Regions from separate parts of the Dromaius novaehollandiae genome. Here region 2 is linked to region 1. A link is a contact called in public Hi-C data. All regions are on one chromosome and are shown on one strand. Each heading gives the region's core, a stretch centred on a gene start, on an enhancer-like site or on the middle of the called end of the contact. The rest is flanking DNA. Distances are from core to core; before and after follow the strand shown. Region 1 overlaps TMEM108 (transmembrane protein 108). Region 2 overlaps TMEM108 (transmembrane protein 108).

What was found. A called contact is a pair of places that touch in the nucleus more often than the background predicts.
Region 2: a Hi-C map of ovary shows a contact between it and region 1, with 2.3 times the contacts expected there. The contact joins two enhancer-like sites. A contact is called at or near these places in 3 of 4 Hi-C or Micro-C datasets (brain, liver and ovary).

The regions. Positions count from the first base shown.
Region 1 is chr2:48,803,343-48,810,870 of bDroNov1.hap1, reverse strand. All of the region lies in intron 4 of TMEM108 (transmembrane protein 108), which reads right to left. Among named protein-coding and RNA genes, the nearest start is that of BFSP2, 82 kb to the left of the region's middle. Within about 2 kb of position 4,145, at least 2 of the 2 cell types and tissues checked have open chromatin away from gene starts, as enhancers often do.
Region 2 is chr2:48,867,660-48,875,187 of bDroNov1.hap1, reverse strand. TMEM108 (transmembrane protein 108) reads right to left here. Exons shown (of 7, transcript XM_026094037.2): 5 at 958-2,073. All of the region lies in intron 3 of LOC112979665 (a long non-coding RNA gene), which reads left to right. Among named protein-coding and RNA genes, the nearest start is that of BFSP2, 17 kb to the left of the region's middle. Within about 2 kb of position 3,162, at least 2 of the 2 cell types and tissues checked have open chromatin away from gene starts, as enhancers often do.

The DNA.
Region 1 (7,528 bases), core at 2,896-5,395:
AATAAAGCTTTGTCTCCTTCTCCTAAAAGTTGTGGAGAAGAAAATTGCCTAAGTAGAGTTAGGATGCATCCCCTTGTGAAAGTTACTCTGACTGCGGCAAGCTGCATGGCAGTATGAACATGCACGAGCAGCCTCTGCGGCCCAAATGCTTGTGGGAGCGCATAGAAAGGACGGCACATTTCTCCCAGAGTGCAAGGCCGATCAGCTTATTAGCAAACAGGGACGACAGTAGCTCAGATGTAGAACTGGTCCAGGAGCAGGGAGGAAGCCGGTGACTAAGTCAACAACTACAGCCTGCAGAAACACAGTATTGCAAGTGGAACTCACACAAAGACGCACTGGAGCCTTCCAGCACAACAGGACAGCAACCCTGACTGCATCAAGCAGACAACCCTATTACCTTTCCTATAAAATTTTAAATTGGAGACTTAAATTAATTGCATAATTTCACTGGAACCTAAATTAATTAGTTAATGTCTGCACAATGCTCTGACTTTATAAAGCACCAAGTAAGAAACATTTGTTACCACCACCCTGAACTGTAAATGTGCGCTTGCTTCAGTGCTCTTTTCTTTCTCTCTTCCTTCATTTTAACTCCTGGCCTTACTAAGCACTAGTTATTATTCATCAGCTCTGAAGTAAAAGACTTTTCATGCTCTGCACAGTATTATGTGGTTTTGAAACAAAATCTGCTCCTTCGTGTTAGGAGAAAAGGGATCAGATTTTCCAAGGTATCTTGGCATGTCACATCGAAGAGACATGCTTAGTGCAACTCTTAAAGGTGCCTGCAAAAGCTTCACACACAGCTGCCAGTAAGACCAAAAGGAGACAAACACCTAACCTATCTAGGTACTTTTGGATATCTCACTGAGTGTCCAGCTGAGTCATTGAATATCTTGCCAATTTGGAAAACCTGGCCTCAAAATCTTGTCCTTGTTGCTGCAGATGACTTGAGTACAGCTTCAGTGAAAAGAATAGGTCCAAGAACGAGGTCATCATCACAGTATGGGAAAACTCAGCAATGGGAGAGCTGGTGGGGATACACAGCACTATTCCTTCACAAACTGGAGTGGGAGGTTGCTTCTGGGAAATTTTGGGACACATTGCAACAAACACACTGGTCAGCGAGGGGATCTGGCTCCTCTACCACTGGGCCACATGTCCTTGGCGTTGAGGTCCCCTTGCCTTCTCTAGCTGGAGGGATGAGATGTGTTGTAACCTTTTTTCTTAATTTCCAGAACCTTTGTGGAATCTTGTAGAGGACTGGTTGTAAGTTATTATAGCAGGGGTAGGGTACTTTTTCCTGCTAAGATCACTTTTCAAATATATTTTGTGGGACACACGTTAGCAATCATCACCTCAGTTTTATTCACAAATAATGTAGGGAAGAAATCATGTGGCTCCACAGCCCTGTGAAATGAGTCCATGTGCTTTTTCCAGACCTTGGGAGCACATCCTGCCCTTGAGACATCCTTAGAGGATGTACATAGTTTAAAATAAAAATGTACTACAAAACAGTACATTTATACCAATTACATATAGGCCTTGATTTGTCAAGGAAGTTTTGCAGATGCCTATCTTCAAAATAAACACCAGCCGGATACACTGTTTAGAGAAGTGAATGGTGTTATTCCAAATACTAACTCAGATGATGTTTCAGCAGGTTTTTTTTGCAGGTGGAGTTCTGAAGTCTTTCACTGAGTTGAATGTGCTTCCATTCTTTGGAAATCTACCGTGGAACAGGAGAGGACATCTGTGTATTTGCTACTTAGAGATGGAAATGGGTTAATACCTATGACATGACGCCATACTCTCTGGATGACACTTGATTTTATATATGTTTCTTCTAAATTATTTCCACAGCCTGCAATGAACTACAGTGGACAAACACCTCAATGATCAAAGCTGACATAGCCTTCATAGCTAGAACCTCCCTGTTGTAAAATAATGGGATACAGAGTGCCAAGTTGGGAGAGGGGGAAGGAGAAGAGTGCAAAAGCATTGTAAAAAGCCTAAAACATTTTTAACATACAAAAGTTCTAGCACCTAAACACAGTGGTATAAATATCACTGTATTATCAATACAAACGGTAAATGTCCAAGCGCATGGCATTTCACTCACACAGGAATATCGGATAACAATTAAGTATCCAACATTTAGTCATTTTTCTGTCCTTCATGAAGGAACACTATCATAGGCATTGGATTATTCATGGACAGTAGACACTGGTGTCTGTGCTGCCATAAATTATCTTAAATTATTGTAACATAGTCCAACAGAGATTTAAGCTTATGGACAGTGCTCCTGTAGGAGTAGTCTGCCTGGTGCTAAGAGCATTGCTTACATATTTAAGTGCATTTACTGGATTAGGGCTTGACTGCAATACCGTCAAAAGCATAAGGCACAACCAGAAAGAAAAGAAGGATTAGGGGAAGGAAACAAATGTTTGACAGAATATCTTTGTTTTATAATGCAAGGAAACAAAGCAAAGCTGGGAGTATGAAGTCCAGGAATAAAATCTCAATCCTACCAAAGTCAATGGGAGTTTTGCCATTGAACTCAACAGGACCAACATTTCATGGTCGCCAGGCTCCCATCTGTACACCAGTAGCATTTCTTTCTCCACTTGACTTGATGCTGTGACTCTCAAAGACACACATATGAAACTGCACAAGCTGCTCAGTCACTGTTCCTGCAGTTTGACTTCTATTAGAGATGGATGAATAGACTTTTGAAAGGGAAAATAGAGAAAAGTCGAATTTGCACTCCTACTTATTTCACTCACCCTCTAAAACCTCTCTCTCAAAGCTTGAGGCAAACAATGCTGAATCTAAAATAGAAGATTATACAGATTTATTGTGGTGTAATAGGAATTGCTTCAGGTTCAAAACACAAATAATTCAAAACACAGAATGGAAAGAATACTACGGATTCATTTTTGATTTATCAAACAATTTCTTTAACAAGAGTGAAAGGAATTTTAAAACCAAATCCTTGCAGCACTTACCAATTTGGGTACACATCCATAGTTATGCATATGTATTTAATATCTCTTGGTGTTCTGGTGTAATGGTCATGGACATTGTTAATAGCATGTCCCACAACCAGTGTGTAAATGCTTGAAGAATACGAATACTGGAAAGTTATGCATGCTCTCATTAATTTTGAAAAATCTACAGGGTTATAATGCAAACAGTGTCAGTATAAGCATAAAAATGAAGGTACTTATGCCAAGAACATAATCAGACTATCAACTCATATGTGCAAATGCATGAATTGCTTGTCTGCTGATAGAAAAAGCCAATATAATAATCTGTCTGCTGGCTTTTTATCCCAAATTCAGTGTCAAGGACTATGACTTGAATTCCTACAGCCCCAGGCTGATTCCACATCTCTGTATGTTTGAGCAAATCTGCAAGAACAGTGGAGAAGTTTCTGCAGTATGTTAGTTGTTTGGGAGGGTCCTATTGTATGTGCTAAATTTTATCTGCAGATAAGACAGAACTCCTCTCCCCCCCTCCCCCACCCCATACATATATTTCAAACTCTTTAATGAGTTTGTGTCCTGTGAGACTCTACTAAATGGAATATATTTGCAGACAAGAATGTTCACGGAACCAGCAAATTTAAAATAAATAATGCAGACTATTCATGGGAACAAGCTCAAGTTTAGAATCACAAGAGCAATCTGATTCAGAGTTGTGTTTATCCAGTCGGTGAATAGGAACGTGCTCTCTCATTTGTGCGTGCAACCAAAATTTCAATAAATGGCATATCAAGGACACTGGAGTGCACATCTGATAAGGAAATGCATATTCAATTTAATTTCTTCATAAAGCATGTTGGTTTGTTTTTAAACCTCTCTTTAAAAGGTTTAGTTTTCCAGGAAGGGATCACAAAAAGGAAATGGAAAGTAGCAAATTCTTTCAAGAAAACAAAGCTTTGTTGAGAAACTTCAGCAACAATATATAATTGATTTCTGGGAAAAGAAAGTGTAGATTTATTGCTTGCTGTGAGCTGTTCGATGGACAGCCTGTTACCAAGCCACGTGACTCGTAAATACAAATGCTCCAGCTCAGTGAGTATCCCAAAAAGCTTTATACATGAAACACTGCATAGCCAGAGGCTGTTTACCTTTCCAACTTTAAGCAAAACAGATGGAATCTATTGCTAGAAACTCCCCCCGCGCTGTTCTCTCCGCTTAAGCTAACACCTACCAGTCCTACAGAAAACAACAAAAATGTTCTTTCTTTTTTCTGCAAGTTCCCATGAATGACAGAGAGCAACTCTCCCATGATCTGTACCAAGTTGTGTATCAAGTCATCCTCAGTATCTTTAAACACACATCAGCTCTCAGTTCCTATGACACGGGTTAATTATACATGGCTTGGGCAAACTGCGAGTGCTCTGTCAAAGCAAGCAGGCTCATCCGCACTAAGGACACAGCCCCCCAGACATCCACCTGGCCACAGGGTCAGAGCAATTGACGGGAGCCTCTGAAATCATCCAGATGGCCCCTGCCACTCCTGACAGATGTTTTTTCCACTTGGGTCTTCACCGGTGGAGGCTCCGTGATCCCCCAACAAGTCCGTCCTAGCGTTTCTGGATTCTACCCTACGTCACATGTATCTCTAATACCAAGCTCCTTGCTGCTTTATAAACCCATTTTTTTCATATCTTATCTATTACGGGTAGAGAACAGGTTATTTCCCTCTTTTTAGCAGTCGCCTTTTCTGTGTCGTCACCATGCCTCCCCACTCGGTAGAGACGAGCCCCAGTGCATGCTGCCTGATTACCACCCTGGCACTATTCACCCACAGTGTTTGGCAAGAGAAACAGGAGCTAGTTGGGTTGGGCTCCCGTTAGAGGCAGTGGTCATTAGGAGATAACGGAGCTCGGCAGGCACTGAGAACGAGGTCCTCTCTTAAACAGACATTTGACAAACTCATGTTGCTTATCAACTCTTTATGACAAGAGCGATGTGCCCCAGGACCTAACGCAGCCTTGCAAGGGCTTGAGCTAACCCCTTCTACAGGGTGGGTGTCACTGCAGGAGACTTAACAGAAATGTAATCAGGGGGCCACGGTTAAAAAAGGTAGAAGCTGAACTGCCTCCAGAGCAAGGGGGTATAAGATTTGTGATAGTCTGTGTTACAAGGCACAACCACTCGCTGCCATTTTTGCTCAGCTTGCTACCGAGGATTGTGTGAGCCCGTACGTACCGGATTCTTTCTACTGATGTTACCGGGCTTTCTGCCAGGCCTAAAAGATGAAAGAGTTATGCCTGGGAATGCACTAAGTGATAACGGCATGAAGAAATACCCAGACTAGCATTTATTTCCAGATGCTACAGTGACAGGTCCTCATGCAGATGCTGGTGATGTAAGTAAACAGAAAATAAAAGTCCTTCCATTTTTCAGGCAAATGAATGTCTGAAGAAGGAAGTTTCGCACACTGCTTGTGTGCCAAGGGCTCCACCAGTTGCCTTTCTCTACATTTTTCTCTAGTTTATATGCAACTTGGAACTCCTGAGTGAAAAGTGCATGCATGGTAAATTATAATGTGCATGTTTTATTACAGAAAATGCAGACATATTGTGGCTCATGCTGCAGGGCTTAAATCATCACTTTAGGTCTTTATCAAAAATGGAGCTCGCTGAGCCTCACGGGAAAGGCATTTACATCTTCATCATTACAGAGGCAACAAACTTCATCCATAAAGATGTGCCCGGAACAAATGGCTGCAAATTGTGGACACGTTTTGCTTTAATTGGTCTTCATCAACTCAGTCTAGCTAGTGACTTCAAAGCTCTCACTAACCAAGAAACCTCTTCCAAAATTTTTATTTTAATCTTTTTAAGCTTTTTTATGTCTTAGAGATTTCAGATTAGATAGTAGCACTGAAGATACAGCTCAAAAGCAGTGCTTCTTTAGAGCTATATTACATGTTTAATTACTTATTCATAAATTATGAATGACTAGAGGTAAAGTAGCATGACCCAGAGTCCCTGTACTGGGCCAAACATAGTGCTGTAATTTTTACAAAGTCTATCTCTTGACAACTGGGATCAGATTCAAGGCAGCTACAACCATACACAAAAGAGCAGCTGTCGCTAGTCCCGTCTTCACATACTCTTCTTGATCAGCATAAATGGATGGAAAACGTTGTTTTGGGGAACCACAGTAGAAGACTACAGATGGCAACAGACTGATTATATAACTCATATAAAATTCACAAAAGAGAAGGATGCTCCATTTACTCTCTTAAAACTGCATTTAGATACAGGCCTGATTTTTCACAAATCCAGCTAACAATTCCCACTAGTCTAAAAATCAGACAAATATGTACATATATCTTCTTTGTCGCCCCAAAACCTAGCAGTCCTGCTGAGCGTAAGGGTCCTGCTCTCCCAGGCACCATGTAGACACACGGCTGAATCTAGCTCCGGTAGTAGAGCACGGACGAACGGAAGTGGAAATGAAGACGCAGAAGGGGGCAGCCACTGCTGGCCCAGTGGCATAGCTGGGACCACGCCAAGGTGTGATAAGCCTGGAGCAGTGCCCTCAGCCGCAGGTCCGCTCATGGGGGCACAGACAGAGTTTTGTCTCTCCACTTGACCAGCGTTTCTAGAAAAACCATAAACACTTTGTTCAAGACATCCCAGGTTTTTGACTCACAAGAGTACGCACGCAGGGCATTTCTCTCCATAACCCTAACCCTCAGTTAGTCACTTGTAACACATCAGACAATGAAAATATTGCCACACCACTCACGCAGCACCATAGACTCACTTATTGCAGTTGCAGAGGAGGGAGCAAGGCACAGGGCATTGGTAAATCATACCAAAGGAGAACATATTCTTTCAACACATTTTCAGAAGTTTGGAAGGTTTTTTTGCTGTATAGTAGCAGCAATTTTCCTTTTTTTTATGCAGACAAAATAAGACCACACTGCAGGCACTGCCTGCAGCATAAAGAGCAGCTACAGGAGACACATTAAAGCCGTTTCTTCTTCCTTTGGTGAAGACTGAACTCTTTGGAGATTGTCTGCAGGATTGTGGGGCAACCAGGGAAAAAATAAACTGAAGTAACATACTTACAGGGAATCTAAAAGAAACTTATTTAACAGGAATTAAATAACTTGGTGGATCTTGTCATGGGCACCTTAAAAAATTAATTTATCTGTTAGGAGAAATACTATCTTCAGAATCCATCCTTTCAAATTACATCATGGAGTTCACAGTATCATTGCCTATTCATGCAGTATACATATAGTTTGCCCATTCTTTCCCTCTGCATTTTCAGTGTTCCTCTGTTTGCTGCTTAGATCTTCAACATACTACCCTGAAAAATATAGTTTAAACCAGCAGGAATAGCAGTGGGATAGGCTGCCAAGCAGGGAAGCATTACATTAAAAGAAAGAAAACACAGAAAGATCAAATACTATGATAGGTTCAATGTACATTATACCTTCCTTTTTTCTAATGCCATATTAGTACAAATGCGTTCATACAGTTCTGTTTCATATT
Region 2 (7,528 bases), core at 1,913-4,412, 65 kb before region 1:
CCCTTTTAGTCTTCCTCAGACAGCAATGGCTGGCAAATGTTTATGTTCTTGTTTCATGCCATTACTATTTGCACTCCAGACAGACCAGTATAATCACACCCCATAACCTATTTAGTGGCTTCTTCTTGGCTCTGCAGAGTGAAACAACAGAGAATAATATACTGTCTCACGTTGGGCAAGGGATACCCCAGTGTCCACTCACAAGTTTTCTCATAATTCAATCACCTTTTTTTTGCAATGGAGTCAAATCATGAGATCCTAAGCCAGCTCTGTAAACCTAACTTGTACTGGTCCTGCAGGTGGCTGCTTTCTGTTGACTGAAAATCAAAAAATTTCAAATTCTTCTTTTTCTCTAGGTAGCTGTAAAGTCAGACTCAGAATTAAAATAAAGGAAAACAGCAATTTGGTTATCAGAATGATGAGACTTCAAAATCAAAAAGTTCACAAACTGCCTGCAATAAAATATTTTACAGTACCGGAAAACTAGTGTTCTCTAAGGCATTAGCTATTAAAATTATCATTATTCTTCAGGGGTTAGCAGCGTGTTTTTTTTTTTTTTAATCCAGTGCAAGGTTGGAATATAGCAGTTCCTAGATTGCAGAGTTGTGTAATTTGTTGGCTACTTGCTTAAAAATTTTGAAGTAAAGCTGCTTTGCCTTCCAGAGTTGTTCAGCCTTTGTCTTATATCGTCAAATGGACAGCCCAGAACAGCTAAGGGATTTCTAATAGCAACAGAGCAAGTGTGCTTTGAGTGTCAATGTTATAGTCCTGGAGGCTGTTAATCCTAAGCATTTTGGTCAGTAAATGTGTTACCTGTCTAGTGATTGTTTCTCATCTATCTCAAGCTGCCTTGCCATTGTTAGGTCTCCATCTAGTCCTTGAATCATGGGGCTAAAATCTGTACTTTAAGGAAAGAGAGAAAGAAAGAAAGGAAAAAAAAAGCGGTAATTAACTTACAACATGAGGATATAGGTACGCTGATAGCCAGGATGATCCAGGCAATGTCCATCTTGCTGAGACAGATGGTTGCTCTGTGCTGGGGCTTGTCCCCCTCAGTGACATGGGAGATGTTTCCCGGCACCCCAGGTTTCCAGGTCCCGGCAGGAACCAGTCTGTTTAGGAAGTTGCCGGTTGCAGTGGAGCCAGCTGTGGAAATGGAGCTGGACAACCTGGTGACGGGTGCTGCGGAGAGAGCGCTGCCAAACACAGTGGCGTTAGTCACCGCGCTGTGCTGCGTCGGGGCAGCTCCCCTGGGGTTGCCCGCTGCCGGAGAGGAGACGTTGACATCGAAACTGGTCTGAACCGAGTGACCTGCTGCTGCTGTTGCAGTTCCAGGGCCAGCAAACAACGGGACATTTGTACTGAGGTTCAAGGTTACCCAAGAGCTGTTTTTGCTCAGCATATCCCATATATCATAGTGGGGACGGTCAAAAGGCACCGACACTGCTTCAGGATTAGTCGATGGTCCAGCAGTTGTGGTGGCAAAATCTGCTTTCTGCACAACCGGCTCCGTCCCATCCCCACGCTCTGCTTTCCTAAGGCCTCCCGAGGTGCTGCTGGGGGGAGCAGGGGCCGGGTGCGTAGTTCTTGCCAGCCCCGTGCCAGCGGGATCTCTGGAAGTCGCAGTTGGGGAGGGAAACGGGTGGTCTGTGAAAGGGCTGCTCAGGGTGGGGAAGGGGGAGTGCAGGGCCGTCTTCAGGTAAGGCTCTGAAGGCTCTGTGAAGTTCCCTTTGAAATCTGGGAATATTTTCCCCATGGGGCGAGTCTGTCCTGAGTACAAAGCACTCTGGTTGTACAAATGATACCTTTCCTTTTCGCCAGCATGACGGCCGCTTGCTTGCTTTTGGCCAGCGGACGGGGCCGTTTTCTCCGTCAGGCTAGCGGGATGGGGAACCGTGCGAGCAGATGCGGGAGCAGGCTGCGTCGGGCGACGGTCTTTGTGACGAGGTGTTGTCCCCATGGCTGTGACAGTGGTAGTGTCCATCAGGAAGCCCTGAGAGGAGGATACAGTGGGAGACAGTACCTGAACAGAAAACACCAGCTCTTCTGTCAGTGCCAAGATCAGTAGAACACCTGGAGGGAAAAAGCAGAGAGCGAGAGTGAGAGGCGAGGTGGGTACCGGCAGGCTGGGAGTCGCAGCACTCCGCTCTCCGTTGCTGCCTTACTTCCTCGAGCCAAGGCGGCACAGCTGGCAGGAGGGAACACCTTTCGTGGAGGAAGAGCTTGTGCCCTGGTTTGTCGGCTTCTCCAGGAAAGCAGCACGAGAAAAGAGAGTCTGCTGGGGCTGTGGGAGCAGCGAGGTGGGAATGGGAAAGCTGCACCACAGTAAAAGGAGACGGGACCTTGCAGTATGGATTCAGGAAAGTGCTTTGAAGTACCACACACTGATCTCCCTGTACAAGCTACAAAGCACCCTGTTCCGTAGTGGTAGATGCAAAAAAACACATTTTCATTTTGGTTTTGGCCAGGAGGCCTCCAGATAAGTATCTATATCATTGTGGGAAACCTTAGCCTGTTCATTCTTTTGGCTGCGAAATCCTACTTTTGGCTGTCTCCAGTTTTGGATGCCATTAAGCAATGTGTTTTTCAAGAGAGCAGTTGCTCAGCCCTTGCTGAAAATTACGTCAAAATTTGTCATTGACCAAGAGATAGGGCCGGTGAGGGATTTTAGACAAGGGGGCTGCCTAGGTTCTAGTGCTGCTTTCTATTTAGCAACTTTGGAAAATTTTGTCTCTTGTTTACAGTATGAAATATAGAAAATCTGTGAATGTTAAAAATGAGTAAGAAAATGTAGCTATCATCGTAACCATTTTTAAAAATCATGTGATTATTAGGACTCCAATCCGATCTAACACAACTGCCCTTTCACACTCACATACAAATGTTTGTTTGTATCCTGTACTGCGCCTACATGTGCTGTGGGATTTGATTCTGCGAAGTTTGCCTCTCGCCTCCAACTGCAGTACACATCATCTCATGATGTGCCAGATTCACACTACTGTGAACATCAATTCTTCCATTTATTCATAGTCCAGATAATGGACCTGGGCAGCTGCAATAGCATAAGCCTCCCCAGGACGCAGGGCTAATATGCCCTGAGTTACTGCGACCTGCAGGGACCACATCAATCAGACGTCACCATTTCCATATGCTGAAGCTGTCAACTGCAATGTGGCCCTCTGCCCGCTAGGAAGCACATGGAACGAGTCCATCCTGCACAGTCCACTGAACAGCGTCAGCTGGCACCATCCGTGCTGTGCTGGTGCGAATTTCAACCAGCGATCTCAAGGTGAAAGACGCTGCAGCCCAAACAAATCTGGGAGCCCAGCTCATCAGAACGGCAGGACTCCCAGTTGCGTAACGATTGCCTGCCAGCCGAGATTGTGGGGTATCTTCCTGCCCCCTTCGCCACCCTCCTCCCCCTCCCAGCCTTGCCAGCTTTCTCTGCAAGTGCTGTTAGGCCATTTAGCTCTAACTTACTTGGGAATATTTGGTATGGGCACCAGCAGAAAATGGAAGAACGGGACTTGTGAAAATCAAAGAAGATCTCTGATTAGGTGTCCATTGAGTCCTAAGGCTCTGTTGCAGGTTGGTGTGATGCAAATGCCGTGAAGTGAGTTTATTCAGAGTCCTGTGCATCATCCACATCCACTTGCAAGCAATATACTACATAAAGCACAAGCTGACCAAAGGAGTAGTACTTATTCCTCTTATCCAGCTAAGCGCTGTGCTTTGACACTAACCATCATTGCTGAACCAGAAGAGCGCAGAAGTCTGCCACCAGCAAAATTCATCTCCTCTTGTCCCCAGCAGCCTCCTGTTCCTCTGCAGAGTATCCAGATCAAAACATTGACTCGATAATGTAGTGAGAGCCAGTTATAAGCAATGCACTTGCCAGTGACTGATAATAAAATTAGCTCTTTTTTATTTCTGAAATAAAGTAAGTATCTCTTCCAAACAAACCATGGTCTGAGACCTCGCTTCCAATTCCTAGCCATCTGCAGATGATATGCTCTTAGCAGAACACCTAGTCAAAGAGAAAAATGCATTCTGTACATCATGCTACATTCTTGCAGCATCGCTCTTGGGAACAAAGTGCAGGAGTTATCTTCACATTTTGGCAGCACTTATTCTGAGGTCAAGGTCAAAGCAGATATTCTAGTGTCCATATGGCTAATATTCCATGCCAAGACAAGTTGCTGCTAGAGAACAAATTCAAAGAGGAAAGGATGAAGATTTATTTTGGATTTGGTATGTGGAGATAATGTTTCAGGAAACTTTAGGCTTGCTGTTGTGAGCACACAAGATAAAGTGCACTGGCAGATGAGATAGTAGATTATAATGATTGCAATGCCTGCTAAAATTTTCAGATATTGTTTGTGTAACTACTTTTCTCCCACACCATGCACAGAAAAACATCTCCGTTGGATTAATGTTTTTCTCCGGGATATTCCTTAAGGAATGCGGAAGTTGCCAGCTCTTCTGCAAATTATGCCCTGGGGTTAGGAACCATGATCTTTGGCTAAAAACCTCCCAAATATCCACCTTTACTGCTTCAAATAATAATAAATCAGAAGCTAGCAACTATAAAGATTTATAATCTCTCTGGGGCAGCCTGTTGTGGTAGCAGGTCACCACACATCAGACACTAGAAGCCATATAGATTTAGCCAGTACCTTGAGATGGGTTGTAAAGTATTAATAACTATTCTAAAAATATTATGTCATAAGTCATTTATTTGACAATAAACAATAACCCCCACAACCCTTTCCTCTCTCAGGATGTGCTAGTCAGATTTTGCACATCTGCTAGCTCCCCCTTCAACAGCCTCTGCAGAGCTATTGTGGCCCCACAGACACAGCTTCTTAGGACTTCTTTTTTACTGGTTTAACTGACCACAGTAACTCTTTCAGAGACAACCAGAGCTAACCCATGTCCCTGAATACTTACAAAATATTCAGCTTAGTAGATCATTGTCAAAATAGCCCGTGCCGTATATTTTGGGAAAACCAGCTGGTAATACAGACTTCACAGCGGGCTTTGCTGGCCCTTTTAAGTAGAATTAATTGGCTTTATAACTGATCAACGGCCAACTGGAAAGCAAAAGTAAAAGTTGGAATCAGTATTTTCAGATGCTGTGCACCATCCATCCAGGGACACCTGGGGATGTTCTGGCTGGGTTCGCAGCAGCCTGGTTGCCCAGAGCTCCCCCCGACTTTTGTGTCACGGGAGGGTATGCAATGTTGTACTAAGCGAGACTCTCATTAAGGGACCTGATATTAGGCTCCCCTGTTGCGGAATTTTGACCTAAACCTGGGAAAATGATTTTCTGAATTCCCCTACTAAGATGCAGGAAACATTCATCACAGAAATGGATTTAACCAACCCCTTCAAAAGTCTTCCCTTCTCCACCTCTCTCTGCTTCCCAAATGCACCTGCACTGTGCAAAGGGTACGACGCTGACGGCCCCCAGGGCCCCAGCTTACCTAGAATCAGATTACCACTGAAAAGAAACCTTTTGGGCCTAAAGTTGTCATGGCCGAAGTGACAATAGCCCAGATGTATGGGACACAGCAGATGTTCTTATTAAGTTCAAAGGCCAGTCCTGCAGCTCTTTGCCAAAATCCTTCAGGCTGGGCTGCACGAGACTCCAAGGACTGACCTTATTTACAACAGGAGCCCTTTGGGGCAAGGACTGTCTGCTGCTGTATGGTGCCATAATGGCCATACAGACTGATGTAAGTACATTACAGCAAATAATAATAATTAATTATATTTTCAAGGGTCAGTTAACACCATTAAGCCTTTTCATAAGGGGCCACTTCTAAGCTGTAGGAGTTCATGCTCAGAAAGGGTCAAACTGGTTTGACTTTTAAATGCTGTATGTCAAATCCCTGCTTTTGGAGTCTAATTTTATGACTACATTAAAACCATTCAACCCTAATGAAAATGCTGATTGACCTGATGTCTCAGTGGTGCGAACTGTGTCATCCCGTGTTCTTGCATACTGCACCAAGACTTGAATGTTAAGTACAAAATGAATTAACTCAAGGATGAAACATAGCAGACTGATGTGCATTTAGCCATAAAAACTCTTCCTGACGACATGGTGCAATGGTTCAAATCTCAACAGGATCTCACTGCAGTGCTCTTTCCCATGGTACGCTCAAAGGACAGGTCCAGACGTGGTGTGTACAGTTTTGTAAGGAAAGAAAATGAAGGAGCAATGTTTTTAAAGACTGGAGCCAATGTCCCTATCAAGTCTCAGAAAAGTTGGGGTCAGGAATATTTTTCTTCCTCCTAATCAGAAATGTGAAGGGATTTGTTCCCCAGCAGCCTTCTTTGAGTATTTTATCCCAGGACCCGAGGAGCTCCTGCTAAAGGCTGCTGCACCAGCTTTAGCACCACTTAGAAGGCTTCACCTAGGAGCCGATACAGCCTGGTGCCGCACTGGGGACCTCACGGGCCGTTTGGGAACAGCCTTTCCGCATGGCATGGCAGAGCAGGCATGCCGCCACGCAGTTGGTTCATGCAGTCAGGCTCCCCAGGGGCACAATCTCCAAACAACAGTCTTACTTAATGCCTGACCTAGAGTTTGTGGAAAGGCTCCCACTGACTTAAGTAGGCTTTGGACCAAGTCCTCACTGGCAAAGACACAGTGGAGGCTCTGGAGCACCACGTCCACGTTTTCTGCAGCAGGTGAACAAGCACAAAGAGCTCGGTCTGGCGTTCGACCCCTGCTCACCTCTGCTACCTTGGACCTTGCAGCAAAACAACCCAAGCCACCCTGAGCAGCCCTCGGCAAACACTTCTGCTCTAGGAAGCCAGGATGATGCTTTTTGTGCAGAGACCTACTGCTGGACTCATTACTGCAGATTGCCGTGGGCAAGGGAAGCAAAGGGCGCCGTCTGCAAAGGACCCGCTCTCGACAGAGCCCGGGCTGGGGCGCACGTGGGCAGCCTACGGGATGCTGACGCCTCCCTGAGAACCGAACAGTCTTGGCTTATTAAATGATAGTGAGACCAGCTCTTGCAAAGACGATTCAAAGCAAAGCCTTCTGCGTGACACCAGTAACTTATCATATGTCTCTCAGCAAACCAAAAGCATTACAGGGAGCACAATGAATCTTTAATAGATGGACAACTGGGCAGAAAGTATATATTGTTATTTTTGTTACGGTCATTTTCTTTGTAATCTGTCAACGCAATGTGATTTCCACACAACAAAGCAGCCTTTGTACAGAGTTAAGCAAATTCCACCTCCGCGAGTGGTGGCAGAATCGAGGGAAGAAAAAGTAGGTTACTCTGCACAGAATATTTCTCTTCCTTGTTTATCAGTGCCTGTCATGCCAGAGCTCCCAGCTAGTAACTTACAAGTTATTGTCTCTTTTCCCTTTTAAGAGTTAGACGGGTGCTCAAGCCCCACTTCAATACACAGGATATTTGATAAAATGTAGAAAATGAAACACACGGAGTAACAGCTCTATTTGCAGTAACATGAAATAACACCAGCAGCAGCTTTGGAAATC